3 separate regions of the Mus musculus genome follow, and regions 2 and 3 are each linked to region 1. Evidence: chromatin contacts called from public promoter capture Hi-C data. All regions are on one chromosome and are shown on one strand. The core of a region is the stretch at or near the end of the contact, and the rest is flanking DNA. Distances in the headings are between cores, read along the strand shown.

What was found. Promoter capture Hi-C pulls out the DNA fragments that hold promoters and counts their contacts.
Region 2: a promoter capture Hi-C map of hematopoietic stem and progenitor cells shows a contact between it and region 1, with 3 times the contacts expected there. The contact joins the enhancer-like site here to the promoter of Ing1 in region 1. A contact is called at or near these places in 8 of 39 promoter capture datasets (the C10 cell line, the HPC-7 cell line, erythroid cells and 4 more) and 3 of 115 datasets of contacts at active chromatin or transcription factors (astrocytes, bone marrow-derived macrophages and thymic regulatory T cells).
Region 3: a promoter capture Hi-C map of liver shows a contact between it and region 1, with 11 times the contacts expected there. The contact joins the promoter of Lamp1 here to the promoter of Ing1 in region 1. A contact is called at or near these places in 4 of 39 promoter capture datasets (the C10 cell line, liver and pre-B cells), 1 of 484 Hi-C or Micro-C datasets (embryonic stem cells), 3 of 115 datasets of contacts at active chromatin or transcription factors (astrocytes, large pre-B cells and thymic regulatory T cells) and 1 of 9 other capture datasets (adipose tissue).

The regions. Positions count from the first base shown.
Region 1 is chr8:11,555,139-11,558,005 of GRCm38.p6, forward strand. It overlaps Ing1 (inhibitor of growth family, member 1), which reads left to right and starts at 1,319. Exons shown (of 2, transcript NM_011919.5): 1 at 1,319-1,907. The coding sequence starts at 1,772.
Region 2 is chr8:13,123,359-13,126,385 of GRCm38.p6, forward strand. It overlaps Cul4a (cullin 4A), which reads left to right. Exons shown (of 20, transcript NM_146207.3): 6 at 109-271; 7 at 512-601; 8 at 1,433-1,515. Among named protein-coding and RNA genes, the nearest start is that of Mir7065, 11 kb to the right of the region's middle. Within about 2 kb of position 1,718, at least 3 of the 459 cell types and tissues checked have an H3K27ac peak or open chromatin away from gene starts, as enhancers often do.
Region 3 is chr8:13,157,829-13,160,841 of GRCm38.p6, forward strand. It overlaps Lamp1 (lysosomal-associated membrane protein 1), which reads left to right and starts at 1,333. Exons shown (of 9, transcript NM_010684.3): 1 at 1,333-1,606. The coding sequence starts at 1,561.

The sequences.
Region 1 (2,867 bases), core at 69-2,568:
GCTGAAGGCTGCGAGCTGACCCGGCGCAGCAGACACCGCAGGCGAGGCAGAGCGCCATCACCAGCCCTGCGCACCTGAGGCCACAGCAGCGGGTCCACCGCTCTCGCCCAGGCGGCCGAGCAAGATTGAGGACCTGGGACTCAGAGGGGCGAATAGGACAGCCGCACCACAGTCCCAGCCATACAAAGGCGCGAATGTGGCGACCACAGGCCAGGCTCCGCCCCAGGGCGGTGCCTAGGCAGGAAGAGGGCGGGACCGCCGGGGCCCGTCGCCTAGGCAACCCCTCGCTCTGCCCGGGCTTTTCAGAAAGCCCTAAATCCGGCAGCTGTGGGGGAAGGGCGGGATGGGAAGCTGAAGGTTGTGCTCCCCTGCGGGAAGCACACTGCGGTGCCCGCTGCCAACTCAGTGTGACGAGGACATGGGCAGCCTCAGATGCGGCAGGGAGGGGAAGAGCTAGTTAGGATCAGAGAAGAGCTGCTCCCGCCAGCCCGCCCACCGTAGATCTCCGCGCTGAAAAGAGCACCCCTCGGGGGCCCCTTTGTCTCCAGGCCATTCTAAACCCAGCACCGGGAGGCGACACAAAGGGACGATGGGGGCGGAAGGCGCAGGCGCGTGGAGGCGCCGAGGATGCTGGGAGTGGTGGTCCCTTTGCGTGTCGATAGCTGCCCTCCCGCGCGGGTCCGCATCCATCGCCAGGGAGCTGCGCCTGCGCGTCCACTTCCGCCTCGCTCGGCTCCGCCCGCTCGTCCCTCCTGGAAGAGGACAGCTCTCTAGTACTAGGCGTGCGGGGGGCGTTGCCGATCCCACCACACCTCCTTCTCGTCCAGATTGGCCGCAGAGGTAAGAGTCGCAAGGGGATTGGCTGACGCCGTTGCCATTTCTGTTCGGGGGCCCTATTTATACCGCGCTAGGAGGCGGGGGAATGCAGTTAACCCAGCGGAGGGTGGCTCTTCTCAGGTTAGTCGGTTTGAAGGCAGCGATCTGGAGGCTCGTCCGGCCCCGGCGTGTCTCGAGGAGCAGGCTAGCACCCCGCGGTTCCCGGCCGGCGTGCGGCTCCGCCCAGTAGGTCCGCCACCGAGTGTCAAACTCCTAGTAAAGTTTCGCGTCGCCGGTCTCCCCTGCCCAGGCGACCCCGCCGCTGTCCCCTCGGCGACCCTGGCCCCCAGCGACAATGACAGGCCACGCCCCCGCGCGGGCCGGCCTCGCGGCCCGCCGCCCCCCGGCCCGGGACGGTGAGGGGCGTGAATGCGGTGGGGGCGGGGCCGCCTCCGGGAGGAGGGGTGGCGGGGCGCATGCGCGCTGCGCGCGGGGCTGAATGTTTCCCAAGTGTTTGAAACTGGTATTTGGGTTTTCCACGTTGGACAAGTGCGGCGAGGCGGGCGGCGGAGCGCGCCCTTCCCGCAGCCGGCCCCGCTCTCTCCGCTCTCCACGCTGGTGGCGGGTGGGCGGCGGTGGCCGGCCCTCTTTGGGTGTGTGCGCGCTAGTACGCACGGCCCCCCGCGCCGCCCGCCGCCCGGGAGGGGGCCTGCACGGCCGGCGGGGTGTGCGCTTGAGCTTCGGCCGCCGCGGCCCGCGCCTGCAGGCGCCGGGGTCCCCGCGGCCCCGGAGGCGGCGCGGCAGGCGCCAGATGTAGCCGCCGGCCAGCCCGGCCGGAGCGGCGGGGGGGCGCGGAAGGGCGAGAGAGCTTTGCATTTTGCAGTGCTGTTTGAGGGGGGCGGGGGGTGGAGGAAGCGGAAAGCCGCCGAATCGCCGGGGACCTCCGGGGTGAACCATGTTGAGTCCTGCCAACGGGGAGCAGATCCACCTGGTGAACTATGTGGAGGATTACCTGGACTCAATCGAGTCACTGCCTTTCGACCTGCAGAGGAACGTCTCGCTGATGCGGGAGATCGACGCCAAATACCAAGGTACGGCGGGTGATGGATGGGCGGGGGCGGCCGCGTCCATCCCTGGGTCCCGGCGGCGAGGCTGACCGGTCCTGCTGGAGCCGGAGCGCCCGGTAGCGTCCTCGGAGGGCTAGGAACAAAAGGTCTGGAGCGCCTTTGATACGCCGAGGTCCTTGTGTACCGAGCTCCGGGACATGGAGAAGGAAGGAGCGCGAACGGCTGGCTGCAAGGCTGCGCGACCAAAGCGCTCTTTGTAGTGAAGTGATGAGGCGGTGCTGCGGGGGAGGGGGCGCGGGGCTCGGCCGCGTCCTCGGGGAGGGGGTGAAGGCGGCCGCGCGAGGTGGAGTGCTATGCGGGCGCCGCGGCCGTAGGGCGCGGGCACCGGGCTAGAGAGAGGGCTGCGGGCCGTACTCCGGCGGAGCTGAGTGCGGGTCCGGAGAGTCGCCGCCTCCCGCCAGGTTCTGGTTCTAAGTGTTACATAAAGTACTGGGCAGTCCTGACTCGGGGTCGCGCGATCGCCCAGGCCCTGCTCTCCTGGGCCCTCTCTTGGCTCTGGACAGGGCTCCGGGCCGACTGCGAGGGGCGCCGGCGCGGTGTGTCTTGGGGAGGAAGAGGGTGAAAGGGAGGATCGCAGCCGACTAGGTGTACGACTGCGCTGCGATCGGTGGACGCGAGCTGGGCTCTGGCTGGAGAGGAGCGGGGCAGGTGAGGGACCTGCAGCCCACCCGAAGACCCGGGCTGCCCAGAGTGGCGAAGAGGCGGAGCCTGCGTGCCCGCCGGGAACTGTTGGCTGTTGGGGAAACTTTGCTGTGAGGTCAGGGGGCTCTGTTTTGAACGTGGATGGCCGCTCGGAGTTTACTCTTGTTTACAGAACTGCGCAGCAGGGAAACGGAAGAGTTGGGGGTGGTGGAGGGCCACTGCCCAGCACTGCATACAGAGACTTGCTGGGGAAAGCGCCCCTGCGCGCTCTATCCGAGATGC
Region 2 (3,027 bases), core at 468-2,967, 1.6 Mb after region 1:
AAGATCTGGGTATCACTGGCAAACAGCATTTTGGGGCTGGTGCGTGTAGCACACGTGAAACTCTAGAGGATCAAAGGTAAGCCAAAGCCTGTTGTGCTTCTCCATCAGGGACATGGGCCTAGAGCTGTTTAGGAACCACATCATCAGCGACAGGATGGTGCAGAGTAAGACCATTGATGGGATCCTGCTGCTGATTGGGCGTGAACGAAGTGGAGAGGCTGTGGACAGGAGTCTGCTTCGGAGTTTGCTAAGCATGCTCTCAGATCTCCAGGTGAGGCCTTGGTCTTGAGCATTTGTGCTTGCGCCAAAGTAAAGGCAGGCTTCAGAGCTGTAAGTGGGGACTAGTACCCAGAAGTATGAGTGGACATCCCGATTGTCTAGTCCTTAAGGAGAGTGATGGAGGCCTGTGGTACAGTCTGCACGGAGCTGCAAGAGAAGCGCCTGATAAGAACCAGTGCTTGAAAAGGAAGGTTTCTGTGCTCAAGCTCATCAGGAGCTGCTTGTTTCCTAGGTGTACAAAGACTCATTTGAGCTGAAGTTCTTGGAAGAGACTAACTGTCTATACGCTGCTGAAGGCCAGAGGCTGATGCAGGACAGGGAGGTGAGCTGTGCGGCCGACTGCATTTGGCTGTAACCCACTCCTTGGGCCTGCTGCCCTTTTGTATGTATACATTTGCCAAAGTCTCTGGAGTCTTTGGGAGAGAACTGCTTGCTGTACAAAGGAGTTAATTTCTTTCCCTTAGAAGCTTTCTTTCTTTATTTCCCCTCCCCTAAGTATTTTCTAAAATAGCGATGTTTAAGCAAGCCTATGTCTAATGTCTGAGCCTATGTCTAAGCAAGAAGATAAAGAGCTAATCTTAAAAATCAAACATGTCACTGTGTAAAGCATTGGTGAAGAATGTATGTGAAGAAGCCTAGATAATAACAGCAGTGTCACCTCAGCCCCTCTGAGCAGCTTCTTAGGTCTAGAGTCCAGTCCCAAGGGAGTGATGAGTCCTATGTGGAGCCACCTGCCCCTGCCAAGATGGGCCCAACCCATCAGATCACAGTTTAGCTGCAGCCGTGCTAGCTAAGGTGGCACTGAGGACAAGCGATGGCTGTCTGCAGTTGCCGTGACTGCAGGGGAGGGAGGATGTCACCGCTGACAGATCCGTGTGATCCATGTGTACAGGTTGCTAGTAAGCTTTGGCTGTCTCCCCAGGTACTGATACTAACTCACCCATCGTGGCCCACTGGTATTTGTCCCCCCGCACTTGGTAGTAAGCCGTGAGAGTGGCCTGGGCCCTGCCTGGTTAGAGGGGCTTCTCAGTGGCAGTCTGTTAGCGAGTGAGTGGGTTTGCTTCTCTCTCTCTTTTTCTCTATTTTTTGAGGAAATTTTATGTATAATGTGAGAAGTCTTTGTCATTGATGTGTTAAATGTTTTTTTTGGAAGGTTCCAGAATACCTTAACCATGTGAGCAAACGTCTAGAAGAGGAAGCAGACCGAGTGATCACCTACTTAGACCACAGCACACAGTAAGTAAGCCCTGCACTGACTCCTCAGTCCCCACAGCCACGGCCTGCTGGCCTCACACTGAGGCTATGGCCATGCTTCTGGCTGCACCCAGTACTCTGAGACTCTGCTCCCAACACCGAGCTTTGCTTATAATGTGTGCACTCAGCAGTTACACACTGGATTTCTTACCACGAGCTATCTCAAGAGGACTCAGGAAGGAGAGCGACTCCCTCAGCGCCTGAGTGCTTTGTTTGCCTGATAGAACTTCACTGAGCACCAGGCTCTTGTCTTTCTAGCCTCTTGTTCTTCTAAGGTTTTGTGAGTCCATTTCCTGTGCAGGGTGTGGTGATTCGAGTGTGAGCACAGGTGCCTGAGGGAGGAGCCAGCGGTGTGAGATCCCGAGAGCTAGGGGGCTGGGGTGCAAGAGCAGTGTGCACTCTTTAGCCACTGTCCACCCATGTCTTCATGGCCATGATTCTCATGAAACAGTACACAGTTTTCTCTTTTCATTTGTCTTTTCCTCTAGACTCCAGGTCGATGCAGTGTTTGTGCAAGATGTGTTATGCACTACTGTGAGGAGATGGAGACATGGGGGTGGGGCACAGAGGAGACAGTGAAACTCCCGTCCTTTGGGGTTTGGGGACAAGAGGAAAGAAAGGGTCAGATCCCAGGAGGCATAGCATGCAAGTTCAGGACAGCACCTTTTTTAAAAGAGCATTGTGTTCTCCATTTCCAGAGGGGGCACCATGGGTCCCAGTACAGACCTGTGCTGGGAGAGGCTGGGTTCCACCTGTAAAGAGACTCTCTTCTAAGGATCACTGGTCAGTAAAAAAAACTATAGCCCATGAGCTGAGGCCGAAAATAGGAGCTCAGATACCTGGCAGGAATAGAGACTTCTGGGAAATAAAAACATGGGAGACCCCACCCCCCCGAAAACTGAGAAAACAGATGTTTGAAGACAAGGAGGGAAACCGACCATGCAGCTGAACTCTGGCTGCAATAAAGGGGGTAATAAGTTAAAAGCAAGGCAAAGCTTTGTGGCCTAAGCATTTATTAATAAATAGTCTAAGAGTCATTATTGCTGGGAATTAAGTGAAAAACTAGATTTTATACATGGTGCCAATGTAGAGAATATAATCCAAACCTTTTAATTTCATATTCAGTTATTAGGAGTCAATATTTAAGGGGATTAGATGTTCAGGAATAAAATGGATATTTACATCTGCCTGGTGGAGGCGATGAGTTAAGGGGAGGCCATAGGAGGCTGAGTGTTAGCAGCCAGAGAGGAGCAGAGGCTACACTGACTCCCCAGAAGTGGAGCCTTAGGCCACTCATTTCTGAACTCCATTTCCATGGAGGGTGGGATATAATCCTGCCTTTTGCCATAGGTGCTATGAGGTTTAAATTTGCTAAAAAGTTCCTTGTAAAAAGTTGGTGTACACCTTTAATCTAATGCTCAGGAGGCAGAGAAGCGGGTGAATCTCTGAGTACAAAACTATACTCATCTACGTCGTGAATTTCAGGCCAACCAG
Region 3 (3,013 bases), core at 83-2,582, 1.6 Mb after region 1:
TGTGCCCTCAGAAGTCAGGAGAGGGCATCAGGCTCCCCGGAACTGGATAGTTGTGAACCATGTGAGTGATGGGACTGGAACCAAGGTCCTACACAAATGAGCCATCTCTCCAACCACTCTTATTCTCCGGTCACAGAATAAACTAGTCCACTACATAAACAGCTTTTAAGTTTTGTTACTGGGTCTACAATTCTGAGGAGGAAGAACTCAGCTTGAATGAAAAATCTGTTAACAGGAGGAATCCTCAAGCTAAAACTTGAGGACTTCAAGGTAGATCTGGTGGTCTCCGGCCTTTAGTCCCAGCACTCTGAAGGCAGAGGCAGGCTGATCTCTTGAGTCTGAGGCCAACCTGTCTAAGTAATGAGTTCTAGGATTGCCAGGGTTATATAGAGAGACCCTGTCTCCAAAACAATATAATAACATAAAAGCTCAGATTATTCATGCCATGGTGGCACACACCTGTAATCTCTGCGCTCCTGACAGGATGATTGCCCAGAGTGTGGGGCCAGCCTGGTCCATGCGAGTTCCAGGTCAACCTGGGCTTTAGGGTGACGCCATGTCCCCAAACATCAAACCAATCCTCGAGTTTTGAGTGTGACATTCACAAAAGAGGAAAATACTTTAGTATTGAACTCTTCATGGAAATAGTCATCTCAGGTAAGATGACCATCCACATGCCCTTAAGCAGCCAGGAATGGTCAAGAACACTGCGCCCACACACATCATCTGAGCACTCAGGAAGCAGAGGCGGGCTGATCTCTGAGTTTGAGGCCGGCTAAAGATATATTCTGAAATCCTATCTCTTAAAAAGTATCTTTTCCACATCTCCCACCATCTACGTATCCTAAAGGACTGTCCTCTGCCTGGATCACCGAATGGGACACATTCGGGGCTGACCCTAGACACTAGTATGTGAGCCTGAAAGTGGAGGTCAGCCTGGGCCTGGGGCACGGGTCTAGATGGGAATACCCACCTCGAAATGGATATGCACACTGTCCTGGGATGTAAACACTGGTATTGACCTAGACATGGCTCTCAACCAAGACTACCACTGGGCTGCAGGCCTTCAGGGGCTTGGACCTGAACTGTGGCATGTAGCTGGCCTACGGGGCTCAGTCCAGCCTTCATGGCTTCCTGTTTCCATCTTCACTTTCTCCGACAGCGTTTCTCCTTCCCTTACTCAAAGCCACAACCTACTTTCCATTTCGGGACACTCGGGAGAAAGGCCGTGGGGGGGGGGGGGGGAAGGGGGTGGGGAGAGGGCAAGATATCACGTGGTCCAGCGCCCACGTGATGCCGACTGGCACGTGACCACATCACGTGCGGAACGGAGCCTCCCGAAGAAGTGAGGAGTAAGCTGGCGGTCCACGGGCTCTCGCGAGACCCTCGGCTCACGTGACCGGCGGGCGCGGCACTGCTCACGTGACAGGCGCTGCCGGCCGCAGGGTCCTCTCCGTGCCGGCGCCGCAGCTGCGGGGCCTCTCGAGTCGGTGGACGCGCCCTCCCGCCGGCCTCGCCGCCCGCGCAACCGCCGTCCTCCGGCCTCGGCTGCGTCGCGCCATGGCGGCCCCCGGCGCCCGGCGGCCGCTGCTCCTGCTGCTGCTGGGTGAGCCCGAGAGGGAGGGAGAGAGAAGGAGGGCCGGGCGGGGTCGGTGTCTCGGGACGGACGGGAACAGAGCGGCAGGCCGGGCGGGGACGGGGCGCCCGGAGCCGCGGGCGTCAAGAAGGCCTCGAGCCGGCCCGCCCGCTCCGCAGTGGCGCTCGCCGCCTGGGAGCCCGTGCGGGCCTAAGGACGTAGGTGCGGGTTGGGAGCCCAGTCTGAGCCGCTCTGGAAGGAGCTGGGCTGGAGTTCCTGCCAGGCAGTGCTGCTGGCTCTGAGCTGCCTTGTGAGAGGACTGGGTGCTGCCTCGGACCCTGCCTGGGGTGCCGGGTGCCCTTCCTCGCCGCTGTATCCCGGCAACGCGGAGCGTTTCGCTGCGGTGCCAGCATCTTCAGGACGGGAGAGAGGTGGCTGGCCAAATCTCCTGGGCACAGAGGCTCACACCCCCAAATTCTGTGACTGTGACTTTATGGAATTCGTTTACCCTTTCTTTTATTTTGCTACTTGTGTGAACTCTCTGGTCCGTGAGAGGTGCGCTTACTCGGCGGTCTTAACCCAGAAGCCTTGCTAAGGGGACCTGTGACCCTTCACGGTTCAGGAGTTGTAGCTAATATACGAGTTGCCGAAACAAGTTCTGTTGTGTCAGAATGGCTTGGTAACTAGCTGGAGTTCAATCTCCAGCACAGCCAAAAACGACTTAAACCCTTAGACTGTTTTATACTTTTAAAATGGGGGGAGGGGTGTCTCACCACCACGCTGGCCTGAAACTCACAGGTTCAGGTTCTCGTAGTCTCTGCTTCCTAAATGCTGATTGGGATAAAATCCAAAGGACAGCCAGGTTAGGCCTCTTCATGTTTTTCAAACTACCTTGTGGCTTGCATAGTGGTTTATACCTTTAATCCTGAGCTAGTGTCAGGACGATCTCTTTAACAAGCCATTCTGGTCTATATAATGAGTTCTAAGACAGCCAGGACCGGAGACCCTGTTGCAAAAATGAAATAAATAAACGAATGAATGAATAAACTAAACTAATCAGTGGTGGCTCACACTTGTTAGACCGTGGAGGCTGAGGCAGGGGAATTTTAAGGTTGGGTCAGCCTGAGTTTGTAATCTAAGCACTTAGCAGGCTTATGTGGGAGACTTTCTGTGAATCGGAGGCCAACCTGGGCTACAAAGTGAGACACTGTTTCAAAGCAAAATCTAAGTGGAGAGGGAAAGTCTGTGACCCTGATTGAGTGCCCCTGTGCCATAAATTGTCCCAGCTTTCACAAAGGGACTTTAACAACTTAGACAGGATCTTGGTTGTGTGACTTCAAAAATAATTTTATCTTAAAAAAAAACCTCTGTAACGATGGGATTGTTAATTGTTCCTACATTAATTGCTATCACCTCCAAGCTGCTTAAGTGCTTAAT